Regions from separate parts of the Zea mays genome. Here region 2 is linked to region 1. A link is a contact called in public Hi-C data. All regions are on one chromosome and are shown on one strand. The core of a region is the stretch at or near the end of the contact, and the rest is flanking DNA. Distances in the headings are between cores, read along the strand shown. Region 1 holds the start of LOC100280769 (RALF). Region 2 holds the start of LOC606481 (adenosine 5'-phosphosulfate reductase-like 7).

Evidence for each region. A called contact is a pair of places that touch in the nucleus more often than the background predicts.
Region 2: a contact with region 1 is called in a Hi-C map of ear, with 2.6 times the contacts expected there. The contact joins the promoter of LOC606481 here to the promoter of LOC100280769 in region 1. A contact is called at or near these places in 4 of 25 Hi-C or Micro-C datasets (bundle sheath, ear, leaf and 1 more) and 2 of 3 datasets of contacts at active chromatin or transcription factors (leaf and seedling).

What each region holds. Positions count from the first base shown.
Region 1 is chr3:134,229,979-134,234,062 of Zm-B73-REFERENCE-NAM-5.0, forward strand. LOC100280769 (RALF) reads right to left here and starts at 2,280. Exons shown (of 1, transcript NM_001153691.2): 1 at 1,177-2,280. The coding sequence starts at 2,094. The coding sequence ends at 1,720.
Region 2 is chr3:134,434,186-134,437,826 of Zm-B73-REFERENCE-NAM-5.0, forward strand. It overlaps LOC606481 (adenosine 5'-phosphosulfate reductase-like 7), which reads left to right and starts at 1,940. Exons shown (of 5, transcript NM_001112336.2): 1 at 1,940-2,211; 2 at 3,158-3,331; 3 at 3,334-3,335; 4 at 3,437-3,561. The coding sequence starts at 2,035.

The sequences.
Region 1 (4,084 bases), core at 1,030-3,529:
ATATTTATTATCTCCAAACATTTATTTACACCCACATAACTAACAAAAATACATGTTTCTTGTGTTTTATACTCTATATTTAAGTATAATATATGTATTTATATGAAAAAATAGAAAAAATAAAACCGGGCCGTGTCGGGCCTAGCCCGCCGTGCCACGCCTTCGGCCCAAGCATGGCCCGGTGACCGAGCCGGGCCGGCATGGGTCCGGTTCACTACGTGCCATGTCGGGTTCTTGCCGGGTTTCGGGCCGCTCGGTCCGTTTGGACATCTCTAGTTGTACTGTAGTGTCGAGAGAAGCACATAGTGTACTTCGTTGCTGAGCTTAGGCTCACTCCAACAGAGCAGTCATCCGGCCAGGCAAAGCTAAAATAGCTGTTCTGGAGCCACTGTAGCAGTGCAATCCTTCTTCTAACGGAGCAACTAAACGGGCCAGATAAAATGGAAAGCAAGAGAGAGAAAAGCCATATTACCTGGTACTGTGACCGGCAGCTAAATTCTTTGTTCTTGACCGACCACTGGACCCCAGCGTCTACTCCATTCCAGCTAAACGTATGGATAGCTTTACTGTTGAAAAGATCTAATGTATGACTGGACAAGTAAACTATAGACATCAGCTAAAAGTAGAGATGACTGCTCTGTTTCTGCACCCGCTCACTTAGCGGTGTTTTTGCACCCGCGCTGAGCAGACGCAGCAGGTAGTCAACGTGATGTTGATCAGTTCAAGTCTTTGCTAACTTATCTTTTAGGTGTATATATGTTTCTTGAAGAAAAAAACTACAAACAAAAAGAGCACCGTCTACAGAAGAATAAACTATTTCTGACGCGACGGCAGATTAAAAGTTATTTGTGGGACGTTTCGTTCCGAGGCAGCATTCACTCTGCTGAGAAACAAGAAAAACAGGTCATTTATTCCCTCCATATACGAACAGCAACTCCACATGGCGCGCAGAATGAAGATGCCGCGTCACGGCTCATGCCTCTCACTCTCAACCACCGTCGTCCAGACCAATACAATCCACCTCCAGCATATGAAATGTTTTTTTTGGAAAATAAAGTGGTTCCATGCTTCCATTTCATCTGCCTGTTGTGTACACGATGCCTCCTAGCTCTCAGCAGAATCCACCACATAAATCGCACAGCCAAAAAAAAAGGGAAATTTGGATCCATACCATTAAAAGATCACCACTTTGGATCCATACCATTACTATCTCACTTACATGTGGGTTCACATGAGTCAATAACATGTGTGGTCCATGGTATATATCTAAAGTTTGGATCTTTTAATAGTATAGATCCAATTGTTCCAAAAAAAAAAAAAACTCCATTCCTGCAAGCAGCAATGCAGGTGGGATCGTAGCAGAAAGAACAAAGAGCAGGGATCAGCCAGGAACACGGATCTGCATCTGCTGCTCTAGGTCAGGTCTCCACGACGAATCCCGGACTCTTGAGAATGAGCAACCCGAACTCAGAATCTGTCTGAACAGGACACTTGCAGGAACCAAGCAGCAATCAAAGCAATGGAATGGAAAGAATAATAAGAGTATTAAGGCGACATAGGATCAGCACAAGGATCTGGCAAACAAACCCCCCATACAACAATGAAAATCCATAGCTCTAGTACTACTTGTGAACAGCGGCGGCGGTAGCGGTAGCACTCGGGTGGGGTGAACAGGGCAAAAGAACTTATTCTCGGCGGCGGGTGGAATGCCGGATCCGCTCAGCCGCGGCAGCGGGTGATGCGGGAGCAGCCGCGGTGGTACGGGTTGGCCTGGCCCCCGGGGCGGCAGTTGTAGTAGCTGGCGCCGCGGCGGGAGCAGGGCACGTTGTCCCGCCGCAGCGCGCCGTAGCTGATGTACCCGCCGCCGCCGCCGTAGAGCGCGCGGCGGTGGGACTCCACGGACGCGGGCCCCGCCCCCAGGTCCAGGCCCTCTGACTCGTCCAGGCACTCGGCCACCGTGCCGCGGCACTCCCGCCGGCGGTCCCCGGAGGAGAGGAAGCCCAAGCCCAGATCGAGGTGGCTCGCGCCGGCGCCGGCCCACGCGGACGCCGCCACGGCCAGCAGCAGGAGGAGCACCAGCGCCAGCCTGGCCATGGCGCCGGGGAAAGCGCGTTGGGGGACGGCGGAGAGCCTGTGAGACGCCTGCGGCCTGCTTGCTTGGTGTGTGCGAGCGAGCGAGCCTTGCTGTGCTCGTGAGTCGTCAAGGAGTGGAGACGGAGTCCGTGCAAGGGAGGCGCAGACACAGATAAAAGAAAGGAGCGCACAGCTGGGCTGCTAAAAGAGGCCACGCCACGACGGATGGTGCTAATCCAAGGACAATGACGTGATTGATCGTGATTGCGGTGGCCGGCATAACCACAGGGCCATCGGCGGTGCCGGCGCTAATCATCCAGGTGGCGCGCATGATTCATTCTGATTGGGTGGTTAGGCCCTGCTTCTCCATGACAACAAAGCCTAAAACATGTGACAGGTTTGCCGAGGACTCGTGGCTCTGGCAGCCAGGATCCGACAATTTCGACCTGACTTCCAACCAAGGGATATTTGGTTTCCTGAATAAAGTTTAATTTTTTATCATATTAAATATTTAAATATATTATAAGTATTAAATATAAGCTTAATTAGGTTTAACAAATTTGTATTGTCTTTTATTCTTTAGTTTGTTTTATAATCGAACCATATTTAATACTCATAGTTATTGTTCGAACATTTAATGTAACAGAGACTAAGTTTTAGCTGGGTGAAAATGAACCCCAAAATTATCTGTGCTGGTGAAGCCCTTATTCGGTTACATAGGAATCAGAGGAGTTTGACAGGATTAGATCTTTTACTATTTAATTTTGAGTAGGGAGAGATTTAATTCCACTAATCCTCTTCAATCCACTCTTGACCGAACCCGCCGTGGTAAGGGCATGTACAGTGGAGAGACACCAAAACGGTTCTCCAAGCACAAGAGACAACTAAGAGACTCTATTATACAATGGAGTGTCTATAAATGTAGTCTACTAATAAATACAGAATTAAATGCATTTGTACAGCAGCAGATCGATAGAACAGACGACAAATTCGTACAGTAGGAAGTGAGGCGTCTATTACTACTTGGTTTATGAGCCAGAGGCGTCTCTTCACGGAGAGACGGCTCTAAGATTTTTTTGCAAATACACCCCTTAAACACCTTAAGAGCCTCCACATTAAACACCACTGTATATGCCCTTAGGGTTGATCACCCCCTAGTTAAAAAGGCAATCCATCAACGTTTCGGTTGATTACCCCCTAGTTAATTTGTGCAATGTCTGTTCATTAACCGTTAGCATTTACTCCCTTTGGAGAGCTAGCTGCAGATTGGCCAATCAAGTCATTTTGGATGCTAGGACTTCATTTAGACAACGAATCGATGCATGGTTTTTGTGTTCATTGAACTACATATGACAACGAATCGATGCATGGTTTTTGTGTTCATAATACAGCCGCAGAGCTATTTCATATGGGCAAACATGACAAATGTCACCCTAATTAACCACTCTTCGGTATTCACAATCATGTTCTAAACGACTTCTATTCCAATATATATAGAGGGACTAGTTATTAAGCATGTTTGTATATATAGAGTTAAAAGCCAATATTGAATTAGCTAGTACTCTGAAGCGGATACCCACATAAAAAACGAAATAGTTAGTATGTCACTATACGTCTACAATAAATGTAAGACCTCAATTAGAACATATAATGACTACAAAATGTAAAGAACCAAATGTAAATTTATTAAATGCAGCTTCCCCATGTATAACTACCAAATATCAAGATATATTGTATACATTTATGTTGAGCTACTATATGCATAAGGTCTAATGCCTGCGAAGACTATAATAAAACAAACAATAACACTCTAAGTGCCTTTCGAAAATATGATAAAATTTTATTTTTGCTTCCTAAGTTCATTTCCCAAAGCGTGGAGTACTCCCTCCATCCTAAAAATATTTGTCATTTTAGCATTTCAATAGATTCATACAATAGTTAATGTATATGTTATATATATATATTAGGTGAGTGCCCGTGTGTTGCAACGGAGACATATAATATCACGATA
Region 2 (3,641 bases), core at 690-3,189, 200 kb after region 1:
AGCTCAAATGAACACAAATGTCGCTCTCTCTAGTCACTATTTGATTTGGAGTGATTCCGGACTTGGGAGAGGATTTGATCTCTTTGGTTGTGTCTAGAATTGAATGTTATAGCTCTTGTAATGTGTTGAATGTGGAAAACTTGGATGCCATTGAATGTGGGGTGGTTGGGGTATTTATAGCCCCAACCACCAAAATGTGGTCGTTGGAAGGCTGCTGTCGCATGGCGCACCGGACAGTCCGGTGCGCCACCGGACACTGTCCGGTGCGCTAGCCACGTCAGCCGGCTGTTGGGTTCTGACCGTTGGAGCTCTGACTGGTGGGGCCTCTGGGCTGTCCGGTGGTGCACCGGACAGGTCCTGTAGACTGTCCGGTGCGCCGTCTGGCGCTGCTCTGACTCTGGCGCGCACTGTAGCGCATTGAATGCGTTTGCAGTCGACCGTTGGCGCGAAGTAGCCGTTGCTCCGCTGGCACACCGGACAGTCCGGTGTGACACCAGACAGTCCGGTGAATTATAGCGGAGCGGCCTCCCATTTTCCCGAAGGTAGCGAGTTCAGCGTCGAGTGCCCTGGTGCACCGGACACTGTCCGGTGCGCCAGACCAGGGTGCCTTTCGGTTGTCTTTTGCTCTCTTTGTTTGAACCCTTTCTTGGTCTTTTTATTGGCTTACTGTGAACCTTTGGCGCCTTTAAATTTATAGACTAGAGCAAACTAGTTAGTCCAATTATTTGTGTTGGGCAATTCAACCACCAAAATCTATTTAGGAAAAGGTGTAAGCCTATTTCCCTTTCACCAATCTTTTAAGTCTAATTAGTCAATGATTCGATCATATGATGTTATAGTAAGTATTTGCTAATCATGGATTTATTGGGCTTAAAATTCTATTGTTTAGTATTTAGTTGTGTTATTAGTTTTATAATTAGACTATATTTAGGGCCTGTTTGTTAGGGCTCTAGCTTCCCTAAAAACAACTCTAACTCTGGTTTTTACTGAAAAACATCTTTTTTGGTAGAACTAAAGCCATTTCGCAAATTGTTTAGCAAAAACAAATTATCCTAAAGTCAGAGTCATTTCACTGTAATAAAGTGTCAGAGCTAGGGCTAGAGTCGCTGAAGCTATTATTTGTGACTTCTTCTCCATAACACAAAAATAGCTCTCGTTTTTATGTGCTTTTAGCAGTAACTCGTTAAAAAGGGTGTTTGACAGGGCTCTGAGTTTTTTCTATAAAAACCAGAGTCCGAAGCTCTATTCTTAGGTTGGCTCCAACAAGAGCCCATAAAGCCTCATGTACTCTAAATATAGAGGATCAAACGGTCCTCTACGCTCTCCGGCAGCGTCCTCTAAACGGTCCTATAAATTTAGAGGACGCTGTTGAATTCTCCATATATAGAGTTTCTATAAATGGTCCTCTATCTATTTGAATGCTTTAAATAATCGGTTTAGCAAAACTAAAATATGTACAATACATTTGAGAGTATGATAAATATGTATATACAAAAAAATAAAAAATATTCTAATATAGGTATTTATATATAGATGATGTGATTTAGAGAACGTTGTTGGAGATGAAGTAGATATAGAGGATAGAATCTTTTAAAGGAGACCATAAATGATAGATATAGAGGATGAATATAGAGGACGAGACATGCTTAATACAATTAATATACATTCAAATATGTGATATGATATGGGTAAACTTTAATCCCAAGAAAAAAGTTAGGCCATACTTTTTGCAGGTTTTGACCCGTCATCACCACCTATCTATCCGAAAGCTACGAGTGACTCCTCTACCGTAATGTCCGGCCGCTGCCCAGCAGGGTTACCCTGTTGCCGGACCCACACGTCAGCTGGCAGCGGCTACGTTCGTGGAGAATCCTGCCGGCCGAAGCACGGGTAGTCTAATCAAACCCTGATTCCACGAAGGGCACACCAAACCTCGAAAGATTCCCAAAGCTGACCCTCTAGAAAGCCAAGAAAACTCACTCCTCTCTCCTCTCTCTCTCTCTCTCTCGCCTCTCGCCTCCGTCGGCCGTCGCCATGACCCGCGTCCTCCTCCCCCTGCTTCTGCTGCTGGCGCTGCCTGGTGCGTATGCACGCCCGGCGCGGCAGTATCTGGGACAGTGTCCGGGGCTGGAGTACGGGCTGCCGCCGTTCGCCGCCGCGCTCCGGGCAACCTGCCCCGTCTCGACGGAGGGGTACTGGCCCCCCTACGAGGTGCGTGTCTCTGAGCCCTACCTCCGGCCGTGTGGTTGCCTAGTTGGCGGCAAGCCGGCAATATTTAGTTCTCTCGGGCAGGGCGAAGCCAAACAAACCGGGCGGTTTATTAGCGTACGGTTCTGGCGGATCTCACACTTTGCTCCGATGCTCATGCCGAGAAATTCCTGTGCTGTTCATACTTCTTGATCGATGATGTATTGCTGTTTCCATCCCAGAAGTTTAGCTCCTTTTGTTTACTTCACTGATTAGCGTGGATTCTCCCTGGCGAACCATGGGCAGAAAATTTTGTTTCCTAAGTTTTTTTACGGGCCGGGGTGAATAGAGGCGCCTGGATCAAGCTGTACTTTAGTAGATTGGTTTCCATTAATCTTTCTTTGTACACAGGATCACTTTCTTGACCCCCTTCCCTTGTTTGTTGTTGACGGAATCTGCATGTTCTTGTGTGTTCAAGTATAAATATAATTCAACTAGTCAACGCAAACAGCGTCAAGAACAGTAGGGTGCGTGGCCTATGTCCGTGGTCCTTCGTTTTACTTTCTATAGTGTATTGTTGGGGTTTGTGAACTGTTTCCCTTACGTTATTTGTATATTTCCCAGTTATTTAAGCGTTTGATGCACATGGGTCCTAGTTGGAATGACTCAAAAATTCATTCAGTAGTGAGTATCTATCAGTGTAGCACCAGAACAACTAATGGGAACTCTCAGGACTAATTTACAGTCAACTCGGTAGGATCAGGGACTGGGACGGCTAAAAGTTAAATGTTGTTGTGCTCTTTAATTCTGGCGAGTGGCTTAAATGTGATAAGGGAAGAGCATCAAGTATGTATGATCATTTGCAAAGGTTGACTTTTACTGGATTGGCCTGGAGTTTTATCGTGTGTGTAGTATGGAGGTTTGGTGTCTAATAATACGGTATGAAGCTCACTTCCAAAAGTTTTGGCAGGTTGTTAGTGGGGAGGAGCTTCTGAGGATGTTGGATGGCAAGGAAAAGCACACGGCTGTCCTTTTCTATGCATCATGGTGCCCTTTCTCTCAAAGAACCAGATCAGTCTTTGATGATCTGAGCTCAATGTTTCCACGGGTTAAGCACTTGGCCGTGGAAGAGTCCAGCATCATGAAGCGTAAGACCCGAATATGCTGGAACGCAGTAATTACCTTTCATAATAATAGCTAATAATGCATGTAAGTGAGACATCTCTTTCCTTGTATATATAATCTGCAGCATTTTGTCAAGGTACCATGTCCGTGCACTGCCTTCCATAATAATAGCTCGCAACTCACACGTGTTCTGGCCTCTTGGTTCCAAAGATCTCGACTCCCTGGTCAGCCTTTACACTGCTGCTACAGGTACGTATTGGAATTTAGAATGTTATTGATGGAGAAGAAGAAATAAAAAAACAATTTAGTTACTTATTAAATGAGAGTTT